Linked DNA regions of Mus musculus: region 2 is linked to region 1. Evidence: chromatin contacts called from public ChIA-PET data. All regions are on one chromosome and are shown on one strand. Each heading gives the region's core, a stretch centred on a gene start, on an enhancer-like site or on the middle of the called end of the contact. The rest is flanking DNA. Distances are from core to core; before and after follow the strand shown.

Region 1 (6,707 bases), core at 2,253-4,752:
CTCTCTTGCTTTTCTTGTTCTTGTTCTTTTTCTTGCTCTTGCGCTCTTGCTCTCTTGCTTCTGAAGATGTAAGCAATAAAGCTTTGCCGCAGAAGATTCCGGTTTGTTGCGTTCTTCCTGGCCGGCCGAAACGCGTGTAAGACATTCTCAAAATCTGTTGGCTTGGGTGTAGGTTTGCTCGAATATTTCCAGACAGTACAGGTTATTTGGGGGTAATACATATCTGTTCCCTGAAAGTACCTGGATGTCACACGTGTCTCCACTTACTGATGGCAACAGACACTCGAGTCTACACCAAATGAAAGAATTTCCCATTCATTCTACTCTATCCTGCTTCTCTCTCCAAAGTATGTGTACATGCACACAGACACACAATACAGAGACACACATACTGTGTGTGTGTGTGTGTGTGTGTGTGTGTGTGAGAGAGAGAGAGAGAGAGAGAGAGAGAGAGAGAGAGATTTGTATCACTTGAAGAGTTTCTGGATAACCATTTCGCTTCTGTAATTTTTCTTGGCTTGTTTAGATTTGGGCAGAATTGAATTTTCACCTCTTATTAAATGTCAATACAAATAACATTTAGCTAGTCTAGTGCTCTCAGCCATCTCTGAATTACTCAGGACGACAACTGCTTGCAACAGGCACACTTGTTATGTTCTGTTTTTCTTTTACTTCCATAGCAGAGAACATTTCAGGTACCCATAATGTTAGGCAGCCTTAGGCAAACACAAACCATTCCTTCCACTTTGGCAGACACAAGAGCTGTGAGGAAGCTGCCAGCGTCGGGTTGAAACCATAAAGGGTAGAGAATGCAGCTCGTAATGTTGACAAGCTCTTTATGCATACAGGCTGGTGATGAACAGATCTCCATGAAACACTGTTGTATTATTGGCTTTCCGAAGAAAACAGTTAATTCTACTCTGATGGTAGATTGTGCTTCTTGGAACTTGTGCCTCTCTTAATGACCCCAGGGCAGATTTAATTTCATTTGAGCACAAAAATGAATAGTTTAGTTGCATGGGTGAGCACTTCCGGTCACCAGGCCTGAGTTGTACAGCATCTCTCCTCTGAGGACATCTGTGTCTTTTAAGGCGGTTGAGAAACTTGGAGGAATTGTATTTTTGCTAAACATTATTTCCTTTGTTTTTGTAACTGACAAAGTATACTCAGTTTGCTGTGGAATTTTTAGTGCAACAGTGTTTTACCTGTTGACAAATAGAAAACAATTTCCAGAGAAAAGCTTATCTGATACTACTTTATTGCTTAAAATATTACTCTGTAGCTCCTTGTGGGATGAAGAGTGAACTCATTCCCCTGCACTCATCTGTCTCCATCACATGCTCCTAGTCACAAAATCTCCAATAGTATCAGGCACCAGTCGTTTGTTGCTATAAAAGGGTCCCCAAGTATGTCTCAATAATTCCTTTTCTTCCTTTTGTTCTATTCCTTTCCTTCTTTCTCCTCTTCTGTCTCTTTCTCTTTCCTAACCTCCTGTCCCCCCTGTGTCCTTCCTTTCTTGTTTTCCTTTTCCTCTTCATCCCTAGCTTCTCCTCCTATTTCTCCCCATGCATACTTGTCAAGCACCTACAGCAAGATCTGTGCCTGGGGTGCTAGAGGAAAGCTAAACCAACCGTCTGTCTCCCAGTGAGGTGGCTGCATTGCCCGTTTGTTAGTGAAGGTCAGGAATGCTCTCAGGGAAATAATAACTTTGAAGAAGAGTTGGGGGCTCAACCAGGTGACAAAGTGGACATGTTCACTGTCAGCATAAGCAAGGCACAAAAAAGATCAGGGATAAGAAGAACCACAACACCACATTTCATCCCCCAGCACCTGCCTCACCATTTTCCCTGAGCTTCTACTTACCAAGTGCCTATGATATGGCCAACAGTACTACATGTAGGTCCTGAGACCCGTGACCAGATATAAAAGACCTTATCCCTGCTCTTGGGCAACTTATTTGCTACTAGTAAAATGGCCCAGGATTTTCTGGGATTCGCCTCATAATATGTTCCTGTACACTCACTGAAGTAATAATGTTTGGAAAATATTTCTTTTCAAACAGTCTCTCTCTCTCTCTCTCTCTCTCTCTCTCTCTCTCTCTCTCTCTCTCTCTCTCTCTCTGATTCACAATGTACAATTTTGCAGACAAGTCCCTGGGAAGCCTTCCATCAAGAAACCTGTTATTTTCATTTACTCGGCATTTCCCCAATGTATTTAACCAGCAGAGCCTTATTTTAAGTAGTACTTATTAAAATCACATGAAGCTAGTTTTCCAAAGGAATCTCTCCAGGCAATACTCAAGTGTTCCAGTCTCACAGACTTTTTGCTTATTATATCAGTTACTTATTTTCATAATAATGATGCCTGAAACAGTCACAAAACCTCCATGGCATACAATAATAAACACGTCATGCTTGAAACAGGTGACTAGGTGTCTCTGTTGCCCTTGACTGAGCTCACTCATATATTAGTCTGACAAGCTCTTCACTAGGATAACTGGACTGAATTGGCTATGGCCTGCTTGTCTTGGCCTCTGGTAGAGTAGCCTTAGCCTATTTCCTTAGTGATGACTGAAATATAAAAATTCAAGTTGATCTATTAGGTAATATTTTAGACCTCTCCTTTGTCTATTCTAACATCTGGATGGCCAAAGCAAGCCATGGGGCTGGATGCCCCAGAACAGGGGATGGGTATGAAGTTACAGGCTAAAGGCTGGCGATACAGGGACAGAGTAAGAATCAAGGACATTCTAGTGTTCAGTCACACCTGCTTAGGACCTCTTAACTCAGATGGCAACTTTTCCATGGAACCTCTTCTGATTTCCTTAGGCTCATTCCTGTTTTCCCTTGTGAGCTCCTCTACTAACATCTATTTCTTCCTGCTTGCTTCGGGAACTCTGAATACTCAGATTGTTCCACGAAATCAACAATTAATTACATGTGGATACTGACCACGCTGTTTTACTTTCATTATGTATCCCACAGCACCTGACACATTGGACTGTGGATTTTACTAAAGACCTACTAAGTAAAGGAAGATGGCTCTAGACCAGTGGTTCTCAGTCTGTGGGTCACAACCCCTTTGGGAACCCTCTATCTCCAAAAATATTTACATTACAATTCATAACAGTAGCAAAATTACAGTTATGAAGTAGCAATGAAAATAACTTGATAGTTTGGAGTCATAACAACATGAGGAACTGTATTCAAGGGTCTCAGCATTAGGAAGGTTGAGAACCACTGCTCTAGACATTTAGAAACCAGGGCTCCAGGGTGAGGTTGGCTCCCAGCTTCGACCTTGAAGGTTTGGTCTTTCTAGTCTTTCTGTTACCTGGGTTTGTACCTTTATAGAGCTCAGGTCTGCTCCAGGGTAGGCGGGATTTCTTGTCACAGATATAGCAGCAAACCCCTTCTTCATAGCCTGAAATCTAGGCTGTCTGTAGTATTCCTTTGTTCTCAAGTTGTCAGCTCTCACAAGGACTCTAACCACTTCCTCTGCACCTCAGGGCATGTGGGAACCTCACCCCTTCCTTTTTGTGGTATCAATCCTCCTAAATTCAGGCCACTCTGCATATTCCTTCCTGTCTCACTTTTGCTTCCTGTCTGTTCAGGCTATAGGGGGTGTGTTGCTGACCCCAAGGCATCACGAAAGAGGCATTTTGGGTGTTCCTCTGAGTCCAGCTCTTGGCTGGAAGCAGTAGGAGAGAGCTGGTCAGAAATAGAGTTATCTCATACATCAACAACCAGCCTCTGACTTTGAATAGGACAGCCACAGGCATAATAGGTCTAAGCAGCATCCGCCTGTGTCAGTGGCACCTATGTTCCCTAGCCCTGTAACCTTGGCAAGTCACTTCTTGGCTGTGCTTCCTCACTGGTGTAAAATAAGGGTCTTGGACATGTGGGTCTTTTGTCTTTAATGATGCTTGTGGTCACTCACATTACTTAGTTGCTTTGAAAAGGAGCTCTGAAGGCATGGGGGGGGGGGAATCACATTCTGAACCACACTAGGAGCTTTAAAAGCCCTAAGAGAACTTTATTGAATATTTCTAGTTCTTTCTTCTTTTATATATACTACAGTTCGAGCCTTGCAAAGGATAATGTCCATCTCTTGCTGTCTGCACCCTCCATATGCCCCTGTGTGGGCAGCATCCTGGTCACCAGGGTGCCCGGGAGACGTGCAGAATCTTGGGCCTAGGCCCACATGTGTTGATCTAAAACCCAAATTTATCAAGACCTCTGGATGAAGCATACAGATAAGTTTAGGGAACACTGGCTATGTGAGATAACCCTGAGAATGCTTGAAGATAAATGAAGCCTAAAATAGAAGTCCCAGTCTACAAGTATTAAGAATCCAGGCCCCAAAGGCCAAGAAACATGGGTCGGAATCTCAACTTGTCGCTTCTAGACTCGTGGTTTTTCAGAAAGGTACCTAACTCTTTCCAAGCTTTAGTTCTCTCATGTGTAAGACACTTAGCATGATGTCTGGCACTCAGGAAGTGCTTGGTAAATGTTAGCACAACAGGACTTAGGGTTAAAAGCACAGAATCTATGACTGGGGTGGCCTGAGTTTATAATCTTGGCTCTTCTACTTAATAGTTGTCTGACCTTCAAGAACTTTTCTGTGTCCCAGCTTCCTTAATTACAATGGGAAAACAAAACAAAACAAAACAAACCAGTAATGCTATGATGTGAATTTCATGGGTTAAGATTTGCAAAGTGTTACTTTGCAGTATGAACACTGGAACATAGTAAGAACTAAGTGTCTGTTAAAAATTATACCATTGTTGTTTTATAGACTTGATGAAAGGAGGAGAGTCAGGCATCCATAAACTCGTTAAGGCTTCATAAGGGAAGGGGTTATTTCTCCCCTACATAAGGAAGTCAGGAAACATGAAGCCCGTGTTGCTTTCTAGTACTGCTGGAACCCAGATGCCTCTCTTCACCGACATCCTCATCAGGTGGATTCCATCCTTGTGGCACAGGATGGCTCCTGAAGCTCTAGTTCCCATTCCTGTGTATCAGGCCAGTGGGATGCAGAAGTGGAGGAGAGTCCAGGGGCTGTAGGCTAGTTATGAGCGCAGCATCTGAGGAGTGCAACTGCTGTTGTTCTCATTGAATCCTTCCTACGGGTCATAATCAGGAGCTTCTTAGTTGAGTGCTTTGACCCTGGATATCCCAGGCTGCAATCAGGATGTTAGCTTGGAAACTCAAAATAGGAAGTTTACTGTAGTTTGGGGCAGGCCTCAGACAATCTCCTTTCAAACTCCCTCACACTGGTGTCTCTTTAGAGTACCTCATGACATAACAGCTGCTTCACATATTAGAATCCAGTCCATACTAAGGGGAGGGGATTGCACAAAGGCTGGGATATTAGGAGGTGGCCACCCCTAAGGCTATACAGCATGGGCTTCTTTCTAGGGGTCCTGATGCCTTTAACCAGGCTTACGGAAATTCTCATGCATCATTTTGCTTAGAACTAAAAGGCCAGGACTTAGGTATATGGCCATAGAGAACTGCAAGAGAGATTGAAAAATATAATCATGCAGCTAGGTGCATTTCCACCCTCAATGAAAACCCAGGTTTTCATTACTTTAGAAGAAAGGGAGGATGCCTTGTTCAGTGTGTGTATGTGTGTGTGTGTGTGTGTGTGTGTGTGTGTGTGTGTGTGTCTGCTCACACACTTGTGGAAACCAAAGGTCAAAATTGTGTGTCTTTCTCAGTCAGTATTCATTTTATTTTTTGATATAGGTTTTCTCACTGAACCTGGTGTTCACCAAGAATACCAGGTTGATTAGCCAGTGAGTTTCAAAAGGCTGCCTATCTCTGTTCCCCCAGCCATTGGGATTGCAAGCACATCAGGAATTTTGACAGGGTTCTCATGTTTGTAATGCTTATCACTTTTACCAAATGAACCATGTGTTTAGCCCCACATTCATTTTTTTTTATGCCTTTCAATAGAGTGGTGGGTCTCAAAGTGTGGTTCAGGACCAGCAGTGTCAGCACCATCTGGGATCTTTTTAGAAAGGTAAATGACTTGAAATTTCACCCCAGACTCACTGATGCAGAAATGTGGAGGTGGGACCTGGTGATCTGTTTTTAAGTAGCCCCTCAGAATGGTCTGATACATGCTCAAGAGAGCCCCAGATTACACAGGACAGGTTCAATTGACCCTCTTCAAAGAAAGCACGCAGTTTGTATAAAAGTGTCTTTAGTCAGTACCATGATGAATGGAGTGGCTATTGGAGGTGAGATGTAGAACACCAGTGATTAGTTACGGTTCACTTTGTTGTTCTAACCCAAGACTTCACTGGTGTTTTTTTATAAGGTGATAAACGCCATGGTGTGGATAAAGCTTGAGGGCATACTTGACAAAGGAGATAATAAATGAGGTTTCCTTTCTGATGAAATAGACTATAGATTCTTAGTGGCTGGAAGCTCCACACTTAAATAGTAGAACCAGAGTAGACTTATGTAAGCAGTACTTACATAATTGAATCCAGCAAAACTGGTTTTAATAAAAACTCGGGAAATGATAAATGAAGGCAGGCTGTTAAAAATTGGGGGCTTCAATAATGAACATGTAGACTGTTTGGAGGCAGCTGCGTGGTATGGAAGACAGATTATGGCATCTGTAGCCCGATTTCAGTTGTCCATGTGCCCATATTTCAGTATCACTCAAAACATATGAGTTCCCCTGCTCATATAGGG
Region 2 (6,555 bases), core at 128-2,627, 120 kb before region 1:
GAAAGGGCATCTGCATAGTTTCCTGGGCTTTTTCCTACTGAAATGTTTTATTTCACTTTATTTCTATGTACTTTATCAATCCATCCATCCATTCATCTATCCATTAATTTATCTACCCATTTCTCTACCGTTTCTCCCCCAGTATTTTACTAAATCACAAGAGTAAGTTGCTTTCAACATGTCTTTACTCTTAAATATTTTTGTATGAGTTTTCTAAAACCTAACCACAGCAGAATTATTATAATCTCTTATCACCTTAATATTGATATCACACATTTATTTGGTCCTTATACCACTTTTGTCAGTTGATCTGACAATGTCCTTTATGACAGCATTTCCCTGCAACATAGGATTTGACTGTTGGATCCTTTATTACTCTTAATTATCACGTTTTTTCCGTCTCCTTAAATCTGCAACACTTCAACAGCCTTTCTTTGTTTTTTATAATATTGTTATTGTTCACATTGACCCTCAAGCCCTCTTTTTAAAGAAATTAGAACTTGTTGTGAAGTTTTAGTCATTAATGACAGTATTTTAAATTTTGCAATGCAGGACCTTCTGTTTTATTTTTTCACAATACTTTTCTCCTTAGTTAAGTAGAGCTAGAGTGGAAGAGGAAATCACAAATCTCTTTCTCCTCTAGCTTCTGCTGGCTTGCAGGCTGAAGAGGAAGAAAAGTCAATAGAGGAAGCGAGAGAGTAAACTGAGAAGTTGAAATCAAAGTGGTGGGCCGCTGACTCTTGACTGTGGTGTGACTCTGAACTCAAAGCGTTTTTTAGAGACAGCATTCAACATAGTTAAATAAAATTGCTATGCTATAGGAAAGGAAGGCATTAGTAATTTCCGTTGACTATGAGTAGAAACAGAGACACTGACAGGCTCAGTAACGTTTATGCTTTGAATCTGAGACACAGTGATGGATAGTAGAAATAGAACTGATATAAAGAAGGATATTTGAGTCTATTTACTACTGTTGTTGTCAAATCAGTCTGTAAATTGAGCAAGTCATATCACCCCCAAATCTTGGTGTCAGGGTTTGAAGTGGACTCATTTTACTCTGCTTCCTTCAGTGGGTCTATGATTCATTGGTAACAAATTCCAGCATACTTTAGATGTGTATTTATGAATACTGGGCTAGCCACTGTAGATGTAATGATGAGTAGAGCCCAGTTTTTGTTCTCAGGGAGCTTCCAGATATTGGTGGGGAGCAGACATTTGACCAAAGAATTTAAATCCATGGCAATAAGAATCACTTTCAAGTACACAGCCAAGAGAGAAAGTAAACAACTATGTGTGTGGGTGGGGTGGGGGGAACATATGCCATTACACATTCATAGAGGAAGTGACTGTGGTTGTTGAACTGAGTCTTAAAGTGGGTACAGGGCAGTCAGGCAAGAGCTGCATGGATGTTTGCAAAACCAATGTACTTTCAATCTGCTGTATACAGTGTACCAGAGATAAAGTCAGAGTAATAAGGCTAAAAAGATAACTGGGGGTGGTAGCACTGTAACTGGGTGTTGTTTCCAAGTAGAGAAGAATTAGAGGCTGTGAATGAAGGAAGGGATTAGACTTATGGAAAGACCAGTGTTGATAAAAGGTAGGATCATAGATAAAGGACTAAGAGTGAGGAGAGGAAGCAGTAGAGGATTTGGAGGCTTATTTAGGTCGAAGACTTGAGACCTAAGAAAGTTTACTCATTGACTGTGGCAGCAGGTAGGAAGACAGCATACGAATTCCACACTTCGGATTTGCTAGTTGACTGAACTGTGGTGCTATTTATTGCAACTGGAAGTCCTTAAGGAGACGCTGGATTGGAGGATGCGTAATGAACCCATTCTGTCTATGTTGGCCTTGAAGAATATGTTGGACATCGTACAAACTGACTTGAAATTCAAGAAAGAAACACAGGATGGAGACATATTTAGTTGTTAGATGTATTAGCAGTTGTATCTAGGGACAGTGAAACTTTAGAAAGGACTGGGGCCAAGAAGGAAGAACATAAAATCACTTGCTATTAGATCCTGATTCTTATTTGACGAGATCTTTCTAGCTGTATTGTATCAGCCAAATAATACCAATCTCCCTTTTCCCCCACTTAAGGTTGATGTCAACTTGTGGGAATTTGAAATTAAAAATCTAGCTGATGGATATTCTACCCTGGGAAACACTAGGAAGAACCATTTGCTAAGCTTCCACTGCCTTTCTTGCCATAATAGTTATAAGTTGCTTGTTACTATTGATATGATATGTGGATATATCTGAATATATGATATTGATATATTATACAAAACGAATCAGCATCCTCTGTGCTGTCTCCACTTTGAAGTGTCTTCAGTATGAACACTAAAGAGCGTTTTAATTAGTTGTGGAGAGGACTGAAATACAACTGAAGGTCTCTGATTCTAAATTATACCTATGTCAACCACTGAGGCTTCTATTTGACCTGGTATTTACCTTCCAACAGACCAGAGACCAGGCCAGTGGTAAAGGTGGGTAGAGAGGGGGAAACAGAATTGTGTGTTGAAGAATTTGTGAAACCATCAGGGTCTTGGTCTTTTGATTACTGCTTATCTTCAACACTAAATCTGAAATCGAAAAGTCCGAGAGGAACTCAACTATTGATGGTGTGATCTCAAACCTGTATCTCCCAATTACACCATCCTTGAGAAGGCTCTCAATACTCATTCCTTAACTAGGCAGAATAGACGTTCAGAATAGAAGGAAGCAGCAGAATTTCTCAGATAAGTCAATGACTGGCTCAAGCTAGTTCTTAATGAGTGAGGCACCATAGAAGAGTCTAGTCTGAATGAACAAGATGTCAAGTTACCTTATACTTCCATTTTCTCTCAAATTAGTCAATAACTCATGCAAACTCTATAAAGGGTACAGGGATAAAGACAGACAAAATTTCTTCTGCATTTCTTAGTGATATTGGCAGTCTGAAAACAATAGGTTGTCTCTTAAGACAAATGTGTCTTAGAGTAGTAGGTCCATTTTAAATCCCATAACTAATAAATCAAGGCTGTGCTGTAGATAAGGGCCAAGTCTACTGTAAATTTTAAAAAAGTCTGGCACATAACATCTTTTTATTTTTTCTCTCTTCCCCACTGCCCACATAACATCTTTTCATTCAGGACTAAAGCACAGATTTGACCCTTTAAATTCTTCTTGCTGGGGGGTACCACCAGGCAATTGCCTGTTATCCGTATGTACACTGTGTGTTGCAAGACTCTCTTACTTATGGGGCCAGTGAGATAGTCCAGTGGGTAAAACCACTTATTGAGTAACCCGGAGACCTGAGTTTGACCCCTCCCCCCAGAACCCACCATGGAAGGAGAAAACACACTCTTGAAAGCTGTCTTTTGCTTCCACATGTGCCCTCTCCACTCCACACTGTATACACACACGCACAATAATAATAAATACAATAAAATAGCAGAATTTCCTGTTTATGTTTCTGCACAGTTGACTTGGCCCTTACCTACAGCACAGTTAATGCTGTCTTTCCTTTCTCCCCTCAGTTACTGCCCTTCTCCACTCCCTCTATTTCTCCCTCCCCCTTTCTTTACCCTTCCCTTCCTTTACTTCCTTTCATGCATTTTAAAATAGACTGCTTTAGAAAAGTTTTCTATTTTAGGGAAAATGAATCCAAAAGTAAGATAGTCCTTCTATGTGTCACCCCTTCCCCTCTTCTCAGCATTCAGTTCCTCTGTCAATTCCTTCTTGTGTTAGAGTGGCATATTTATTATAGTTAATGAGCCAATTTTGAAACATTATTATTCACCAAACCCATCATTTATTCACATTTCCTTGTTTTTTCCAGTGCTAGTTTCCTGTTTCAGAATCCCCTTCCAGGACACCATGCTACATTTGGTTGTCAGGCCTCTTTAGGTTTAACTGTGACAGTTCCTTATATTTTTCTTGGTTTTGATAACTAGGTCATAGAAAGTGTGCCTATGTGGTATTTTGTAGGGCACCCTTCTATTGAAATTTGTCTGGCATTCTTCATATAATTGGACTGGAGCTACGCTTTGGAAAGGAGGACCACAGAGCAAAATGACTTTCTGTTATACTGTATCAAGGTAACATTTCCAGCTTCCCATTCATTCCTTTCATCTCTCTTCATTCCCGTGACTTTTCTAAGTCATGCAGTATTCTAGAAAGACAGTAGTGTCTAACACAAATAGACATTAGGTTGATTCTGTTTTGGTATTTAGTGGGCTAAGATGGCTTCCAACTTTACAGAAGGATGGTGACAGTCATTTATTGACCCTTTGCAGCCCTGTTAGTACAGTATAAGGGGTGGCTATGGAAAATAAGAAGGGAATGTGAGTGAGATCTGAAGTAGCAGTAGTTTGATTTTATTCACATCTGACCTGCAGCTGTATCAAAGCTCAGGGTCCCAGGAAAGTGCACTCTTAGTCCCCAGCTTCACATTTCCAAAGCCCGGTTCATGGCCAACTTTTGGCTAATTGATATCTGAGCAGTAATTATTTTTAGATCACTCACTATATGTTCTGCTACTCAGTGTTATGTGATCATGTAATAAAATCCATGCCCTAGTGCATTAACTAATCTTTTGGAAAAAAAAAAAAAAAACACAACCTTTCAATAGCATCTCTACGGCTTTCCCCTTCACAAAGAGCTGACAAAAAGCTCCCAGACTTGAGTGCTAAGTGTTGAACCATTAAGAGTGCTAGTGAAAGCTATGAAGTCATCAAGTATTGACCTGACAGAACATTTAGCGCCATTTGATTTCTCCATCTTGACATAAGCACCAAATGGACCTTACATGCCAAGGAATCACTTTCCCTATTTAAGTTCACAGGGTTTGTCTAAAACAGCTCCCTTGGTACAAAATAAAAATTCAGCTCAGAGATTATAGTAGTGAATAGCAGGTTCAAGTCTTATACTATTATTATAAGAAAAAGAAGGCTTATTAAAATTAGAGTATTTTTGGTGTGGGTTGGGATAATAAGATCGAGATGTCTTTCTTAGTCACAGAGCCCTTAGGAAATTAGAAATCCAACTAACTTATATTTTCTTCATGTTCTATGTTGTCCAACTTGATCAAACTATACATTTATTTGGTGGAGCAGATGACTTTTGGTTCCCATTTGTATTTATTCAGATTTTACCATCTTAAATATTCCAATCTCTCTCTCTCTCTCTCTCTCTCTCTCCATGTATATATATATATATATACACAGAGGATGTTGCTTTCTTTTGCATATCAGAAGAATCTGACATGGGTGTACTGTATGTTTTCTAAGTTTCTGGTGTGATTGAACTGTAGTTGTTCAGAGTAGTGATTGACTTTTGTGTGCACCCTTCTTGTCTGTCTTCTCTTCCCTGACCCATTTTCTTACTGTTTTCTGGGATCCTCTCTCAGAGTTTCCATAATCAAATTCTTGTTTGCTTAGACAGCTGCTCTGGGGTGAACTCAGTACTCTTCACTTTTAACAAACACCCTAGGATGATTTCGTGCAAATGGCATATGAAATGACATTGTTTAGAATCTTTATTCAGAAACTTGTGGGATTATTAGATGTAAGACTATTAGTAATTTTATTTATTGGACCAACATTTTCCAGAACGTTTGTATTGCTCTCAAGTCTTCCAGTATTTCTTCGAAGATTCAAGCTGATGTGGGGTAGAAAGCCAGAACACATGTTCAAGTTAGGTCTCTCTGGGAAATCAGAGTTTATCAAGGGGACTAGGAGACAAATATAAAGAGCCTTATCCTAACCTTGAAAGAGCTGTTCCAAGTCAGTACTCTGTGTGGGTAGAGAAAAATATAGGAATGAAATAGGACTGCCGTGTGTTCGACCAGTGGAGTGTTGACTTAAAAGTTGGAGAGACTTTGGAATAGTGTGATTGGAGGCTTGTCCAGGATTCATTACTTGAATTGAAGAGGCTCACTCTGTCAGTGCTTGTTGTTCTTTTCTGGACTAAGGGTAACTCAGTATATATTGTGGGTCTAAGGATTTAGAATGCAGTTAGGGATTATGCTGGCTTAGTAAAGTGTCAGTTGTGGGTTCTCCTCCAAGGTTCATGATTTTACTAGCCCCAGGTAGCTGGCTAAGTTTCTAGTATCAGGCAGGATTTACCACTTCTGTAGTGGGAAAAGTCAATTAGAGAGCTGTTGGTTACCACTAAAATGTTCGTGCCGCTACAGAATCCTTAGAGTTATAGTGCCATGTTGGTTATTGATGTGGTGTCATAGCTGGGTAGTGCTGTTAGTTGCTTCTGCTCCTTGGAAGCTTGCATGGCACCTAGTATCATGAAAGGGAGCCCTTCAGGATGAAGAGTTTAGGTTAGATCCAGCTCAGATTCTCTGGGCTCTGTGTCTGAATTTGCATTGTATCTTCATGAACAGGGACTTAAATTCTACCCCTGGGAGGCAACCAAGGACAATAAAAGGTCTTATTGAGTGAGGAAACCCAGACCCAGGAAGACATGCTCTTTTTCATCTGAGGCTCCTAGGTCAAATCTTCAGAAGTGAGTGTAGCTTGGAGTAACTGCAGAAACCAGGAAAGTCAAAAGGGTCTATTT

The links. ChIA-PET counts read pairs in DNA pulled down with a chosen protein or histone mark.
Region 2: a contact with region 1 is called in an RNA polymerase II ChIA-PET map of memory CD8 T cells, with 6 read pairs. The contact joins two enhancer-like sites. A contact is called at or near these places in 1 of 39 promoter capture datasets (pre-B cells), 4 of 484 Hi-C or Micro-C datasets (CD4 T cells, CD8 T cells and embryonic stem cells) and 1 of 115 datasets of contacts at active chromatin or transcription factors (memory CD8 T cells).

The regions. Positions count from the first base shown.
Region 1 is chrX:159,077,541-159,084,247 of GRCm38.p6, reverse strand. No RefSeq gene overlaps it. Among named protein-coding and RNA genes, the nearest start is that of Rps6ka3, 170 kb to the left of the region's middle. Within about 2 kb of position 3,502, at least 39 of the 459 cell types and tissues checked have an H3K27ac peak or open chromatin away from gene starts, as enhancers often do. A contact at or near this core is called in CD8 T cells and memory CD8 T cells, where this site is marked.
Region 2 is chrX:159,194,448-159,201,002 of GRCm38.p6, reverse strand. No RefSeq gene overlaps it. Among named protein-coding and RNA genes, the nearest start is that of Rps6ka3, 58 kb to the left of the region's middle. Within about 2 kb of position 1,377, at least 51 of the 459 cell types and tissues checked have an H3K27ac peak or open chromatin away from gene starts, as enhancers often do. A contact at or near this core is called in CD8 T cells and memory CD8 T cells, where this site is marked.